2 separate regions of the Gossypium hirsutum genome follow, and region 2 is linked to region 1. Evidence: chromatin contacts called from public Hi-C data. All regions are on one chromosome and are shown on one strand. Each heading gives the region's core, a stretch centred on a gene start, on an enhancer-like site or on the middle of the called end of the contact. The rest is flanking DNA. Distances are from core to core; before and after follow the strand shown. Region 1 holds the start of LOC107943041 (protein LIKE COV 2). Region 2 overlaps LOC107925366.

Region 1 (3,211 bases), core at 454-2,953:
ACTTGCTAGCACGGGAGTTTCTTTGCTGAAATTTTCCAGCTCCTAAAACCTTTCTTTGCTGCCATTTTTGGTGGTGAGAAGATGAAGAAAAGATGAGATCTTTCTTTTCTTTATTTTATTCTATTTTTAGTTAATTTAGTCACCTAAAAGCCACAATTTTGGCTTTTTGACCAATTTGTCTCCCTTGGCCGGCCATGACACTTTCAATGGTCAAATTTCACTTTAAAGACCCCCAATTTAAGATACCAAGCAATTTAACACCTTTAGGCATCAAAACACAACTTTTACCTTTTATGCGATTTAGTCCTTTTTCGAAATTGGACTAGAAATCGCTAAAATTAATATACCAAAATTTTTATGCACCTTCATAAACATTCTATATCACATAAAACAACATCAAAATAATTTTCTCTAGCCTCAGAATAGTGGTTCTGAAACCACTGTTCCAGCTAGGCCCAAAATCGGGCTGTTACATTCACACATGCTAATTCATTCATCATAAGAGGATCGGGTGGAGTTAGCCACCCTGATAAAGAACACTTGCCTTGAGTGAGCAGGTAATTAATTTATGTTTAGTTTTTTTTACATTTGTTACCTTCGTGTGACAAGGTTTAGTTTGGTGCAGTGAAGGAACTCACTAAGTTCTCTTGAACTTATGGAAAATTTTCTTATCTACATAGGAATGATTGGAATGATCAAGGACTACGATAAGGGACTAAGTCAGATAGCGTGAAGAATGGGGACCGTTGTTGTCTCAAGATCATGCACAAAGGAGGTGGGTATCATTAGAGGCTTCGCCTCAGGATCAAATATGGTGTAACCAAATGACGTCCTCAGAGTCTGGATTTTGAAATAGTTAACCCTAAGTTAAAAACTTCAAGGGTCTTATTGTAAACAGACAATATTAGAGACAGAAATTGAGAGATTAAACATTCAATGGTTTAAGAGCTTGGTTGTAAGAATTATTATTAGTTTTACTTAGTCTGTGTTATAATAGTTAAGCCGATAAATATTAAGGATAGTTGAACTTAGTCCATTTGTGACACTCCATACTCGAATTCGACGGAAGTCAGGCGGGGGTGTTACATTAACATTTTTCTTTAACACGTCAAAATGTTATCATGTTGGTCAAAGAAAAAATAATAAAAGAAAAAAATAATTATAAAAAATTCAATATTGAGTTGGCTTGTGCCACAAACTCAATTAATGACATTATCGATCAAACTTTTGTGTAATAATATTAAAATGTACAAATATAATCAAAATGAAGCTTTGGGTATAGGAGTAAAGTTAAGGTTTTAGATGTTGGGGACATGGAAAATTTCAACATTTTTATTGGTTTTTTAGTACGAGAAATACTAAGATACATTTATAATATTATAATTTCAAAAAGGAAAGATAATTTAGTAATTTTTTTAATCAAATTGGTGTCTAGTTGACTTGTAATACCAACTAAACTAATGAGAGATTCAATTAAGAGTATAGATAATCACCTTAGGAGGATTGCAAAAATTAGAAAAAAAAAATTGGAGTATTAAGTTGAGATAAAAAACTGTGACAAATTTAGGACCAAATGAATAAATAGACTAATCATATTTGATATAACCACTAAATGTGACCCTAAGGCGACACCAACCCCACGCCCAGCATGACATTGCGTATGATGTAAATATTGCCTTTTTTATTTTTTAAATCTTAATTAAATTAAATGCATGTAACACTCAATAATCAAATCTCCCGTCTAACTTCCCGACATTTTTCCCAGCTAGTAATGGCGGAAGAGAAAGAATCAACGTCGATTCCACTGAGCCAAGCCGAAAATAGTGGTGTCGATCCCGAAGATCCGGCTAAGTCTCCTCCTAGGCCTAGCTCCCCCAATTCCTCCACTCGCAAGGTCCATTTTCTCTTTCTTTTTTCCCCCCTCTTTTAGGTTTGACTTCCATCAATTAACCACACCCACTCCCTCATCTTTCTTCTTGGACTTCTTTCATATTTTTCTTAGTCCAAATGTAGTTGTAATTGAGCCTTTGCACTAAATATAATTTGCGAGTAACGGAATTTTGACTGCAGATATGGGAAATCCCTGCCGAATTTGGGATGTAGGAACTGAAAATGGTCAAATATCGCCCAAGATTTATCATAAACTTTCTTCACTATGTTTATTGAGTGTCAACTGGTTGGACTCTTCATATTAAGGGGGGAAAAAGAAAATGAAAATGGTTGAGCTCCCAATTATATCCAGAAATTCTGTTGGTTTTGATTGTCCTCGGGTTTGGCTTCAACCTGTTTTAAAAGTGGAAATCTTGATGACCTGTTGATTCTTTCTATCGTTTTTTTATGGAAAAAACTAATTAATAGCCGCGCATTAGAAGGATTTTAAGCGTTGAGGATAAATGCTTCTGCTTTTAGGGTTTAGCATTTAAATTATCCCTTTTTTTCCTTACTAAAATACCAAGAAATTGAATGACCTGTACGATAGAGTGCTTCCACGATAAGGTTTGTTCTTTATGTATTTCTTGGTTAAACCAATTAGCGTTTCTATTGTTGAAATGCTTCATGGAAATTTCATGTGCCCATTTTCAAGGAATTTAATCATTTTCAAGTCATTATTATGAACGATTCAGAGTTTGACTACTTGAGTGGTTTTAAAGTAATTATGTTTGCCCCAAATTGAAAAGAACAGTTATGTTTAAGTTTCAATGTAAGTCTTAGAAAGCGTGGAAGCAATGAGAGCAGTTTTCAGAATAAATATGTTGTATTGATATCGAAGCATTCTGTTTTATTTTCCAGTCTGAGCATTTGTGTTTTATTCTTCAGGCTTGTTGTTTTGTTCTCCAAAGTTGGGTCTCAAAGAAGTTCATGACTGGATGGTATTAAGCTTTTATATTTCCCCAAATGTCAGTCTTCCATTATTTCTTTTGATATTTCAAAGCTTAACAAGTAACAACATGTTGACATGCAAAATTGCAGTGTGGTCCTTTTTCCTGTGGCAGTTACATTTTTCATTACTTGGTGGTTTATTCAGTTTGTTGACGGTTTCTTCAGTCCATTATATGAACGACTTGGCATTGACATATTTGGTAAGTTTAATTGTATTACTTGTGCCTTTGATGTTTGATGATTGAAGTGTGGCTAAGTTTATAAGTTCTTACTTCAATTATCACTATTCAACCATTCTTCACGATCATCAAACCCCAAAATTTCTTCATAA
Region 2 (3,211 bases), core at 458-2,957, 870 kb before region 1:
GACGTCGTTTAGGCTTCTGTGAAATACTTTTATTTCATTTTTCCACGTTCATATGCTTCAAACAAGTTGGACTATTCATCAGTTTCCTTCTGTCATGCTTTTCTTATTTGCAGGTTTATAATCATTTTGATATGAAGCATGAAACAGCTTCTCTGCTGGAGTCACGAGCAGAGCAAGCTTCCCTGCAGTGGTTTGAATGCTACGACAGAGACCAGAATGAAGATCTCCTGGAATCGATGCGCTATTTCATTGAAGCTGCTGAAGTTCACTCTTCAATTGATGCCGGCAACAAAACACGCAGGGCTTGTGCCCAGGCTTCTCTTGTCTCGCTTCAAATACGCATTCCGGATTCTAAATGGCTCAACCTATCTGAAACCAATGCTAGGCGAGCTCTAGTTGAGCAATCTCGATTCCAAGAGGCTCTTATTGTTGCAGAAGCCTATGGTCTTAATCAGCCGACAGAATGGGCCCTAGTCCTTTGGAATCAGATGCTCAATCCAGAACTCACAGAAGAGTTTGTGGCTGAATTTGTGGCTGTGCTTCCACTTCAGCCATCTATGCTTAGCGAACTGGCAAGATTCTACAGGGCCGAGGTAGCTGCCAGAGGTGATCAATCCCAATTCTCGGTTTGGCTCACTGGAGGAGGGTTACCAGCAGAATGGGCCAAATACCTTGGGAGATCATTTAGATGCTTGCTGAAGAGGACTAGGGATCTGCGGCTACGATTGCAACTGGCTACTTCAGCTACTGGGTTTGCTGATGTGGTGGATGCCTGCATGAAGGCCTTGGATTGGGTTCCTGATACTGCAGCACCACTTGTCTTGAGGAAAGGGCATGGTGGGGCTTATCTCCCACTAATGTGAGACAGATTTTTGATCCTCTTGAAGTTATTCTGATGGCTAAGGGCCATAATGATTGATAGCACAGTGATACTCATTGAACTGACGACAGTTTCCTGGTATTGCCGCTTACGATCTTTATCGAAGAACATGTGATATCGGTAAGATATGGAAGTTGTCGAAGAGCTGCTGGAGCTTGAGGAGTTCTTTATATTATATTAACATGATCGGACAAGCTCAGAGCTAGGAGGTGGAAAAAGAAAAGATGGAAAGAGTATAGTTTTTTTAAGAAATTTAGATTAGGGGTTGCATTGCAATCAAAATGTTGTATAATGCTTTGTTTCATATATTCCATTTTTTTTTCTATTTCGGAGAATTATCTTGTTTCGAATTAGCAAGAAATTACAGCAGGTTGGAGATGCCATTGGCAATGGATGAATATTTTAGGGTCCATATAACCATTCCTGTAAGACTAAGAGATGTATAGTTTGTTCATTCTTTTTGAAATATTATAGTTTTTTGCCAAATCCTTTTGCTTTCCATCAAAATAACATTCTCAGAGGTTCTACAGATCCAATTTAAAATTGGTTTGATTCATGTTTGTTGAAGTATATTTGTTTTCTAATTTAATATTTAATTTTTTGACCCATTTTGAGTAATAAAGTATAGCAAGTTCCACCCATTAAATCATGCCCCCTGGAAAAAAAACATATCATTAATAAATTAGTGTTCGCTCCTTTTTCAATTTCCTCGTCTTTGCTTGCTATGTTTTTTCTTTTTGACTTTCATAGTAGGTGTTGCGTAGGGTAGTCCAGTGGGTTGGGTAACCAATTGAATTAGGAGATATCTTAGATGAGGAAAGGCCTCCCATTTCCTGCTCAATTTGGGCTCATAAACATTCAATTCATGATGCTTTTAACAATCTATGAAACGGCTTTATAGGCCTAATTCACAAACCTTTAAACAAGCTCAATTTAAGAATGTGGGAGACAAATTAGTGTTGAATGCTTCTTCCTGGTTTTCTTTTTTTAACAAGTTGTGTTGTGACCAATTAAGATATTTCTTTTAAAGAACAATTATAGTTGGTTTATAGGTTTTTTGTTACATATGACTATTTCCCATCATAGGATCATTTCCACCATTACAACACATATCGTACCACCAAAACCTGAGGAACACACAAGCCCACCTAACCAGGACTATAGACATATTTAATTAGCAAATCAAGGCTGCCACGTGTCCCAAAATAATTTTTTTGATTCTATCGTGTCCCATAAACTAATATAAACCCTCTCTCACAAGAAGGGCCATGTTTACCCCTCTCTCTCTCCTTTGCTTCCAAAAAATCTCTACCTCACTGCCCAACAGGGTGAATTTCATCACAATCTCCTCCATGTCACTTCTTAATATCAACAGTTTCAATCAAGGGAAGATGAAAGGATAATAGGGTGTATTGAATTTCAAAAACCAATACTAAAATAAAAATATTTTTTTATTTCTGAAATGTTTAAAAAAGTTTTCTCGAGCTGGTTAGCTTTGACCCAACTGTGTTTTGGTGAGGGATTTTTGGGGTTGCAACATCTCTACTATGAAGTGGAACCAATAGTGCAATAAATTTAAATAAAAGATTGTTATAATTAGGAAAAAAATTAATTAGATATATTATTTTTATTTATACTATTATTTAAAGAAAAATAAGGCGTAAATGCCATTTGTTTAAATTAAGGTTTTGGGCTAGTTTTAAATTTAATTAGGGATATAGGCCAGTTTTGCTGAAAAGCGTAATGTTGTCGCCAACGGTAAAAAAAATTAAAACCCCTAACGGTAACCTTTTTTTTTTCTTTATCCTATATACATCCATCAAATTTCATTTTTTCATTCACATCATTATCTCAGCTCTCTCAATTCTCTCAAATTCTCTCAAACCCTCTCAACTCTCTCGTTTTTAATAATTTTTTTATATTTTTATTTAAAAATATTATTTTTTTAATTATCTCATTTTTATTCTTTTAAATTGATTTCTCACGGATAGTTGCCTCCCTAATGCGCTTCGACAAGAAGCATATTTTCGCCGCCCAATTAGTAATGGAAAGACCGAAATTTAAAATTTGTTAATTTCAATAATGTTAAATTTAAACTTTTATTATAATTATTTTTTTTGTATGTAAATAGACGAGTGGTCGTGTTTTGGAGGGCTTCATCCTTAATATGGGAAAGTGTGCGATTCTTGAAATTCATGGCCACTTGCAAGCGAGTAGATTCGTACATGTGTTTTACATGTCCGGGGGTTGCAAACTCAATTTGTAAATAATCAGTACATTGGTGGAAAGATGGAGGCTTGGAACACATTTCCACCTTTCATGTAGTGAGTG

Evidence for each region. A called contact is a pair of places that touch in the nucleus more often than the background predicts.
Region 2: a contact with region 1 is called in a Hi-C map of leaf, with 2.5 times the contacts expected there. The contact joins the enhancer-like site here to the promoter of LOC107943041 in region 1. A contact is called at or near these places in 2 of 34 Hi-C or Micro-C datasets (callus and leaf).

What each region holds. Positions count from the first base shown.
Region 1 is chrA12:59,069,430-59,072,640 of Gossypium_hirsutum_v2.1, reverse strand. It overlaps LOC107943041 (protein LIKE COV 2), which reads left to right and starts at 1,703. Exons shown (of 7, transcript XM_016876767.2): 1 at 1,703-1,894; 2 at 2,818-2,870; 3 at 2,971-3,080. The coding sequence starts at 1,709.
Region 2 is chrA12:59,942,832-59,946,042 of Gossypium_hirsutum_v2.1, reverse strand. It overlaps LOC107925366, which reads left to right. Exons shown (of 26, transcript XM_016856031.2): 26 at 114-1,366. The coding sequence ends at 863. Among protein-coding and RNA genes, the nearest start is that of LOC107925366, 28 kb to the left of the region's middle. Within about 2 kb of position 1,707, at least 5 of the 9 cell types and tissues checked have an H3K27ac peak or open chromatin away from gene starts, as enhancers often do. A contact at or near this core is called in leaf, where this site is marked.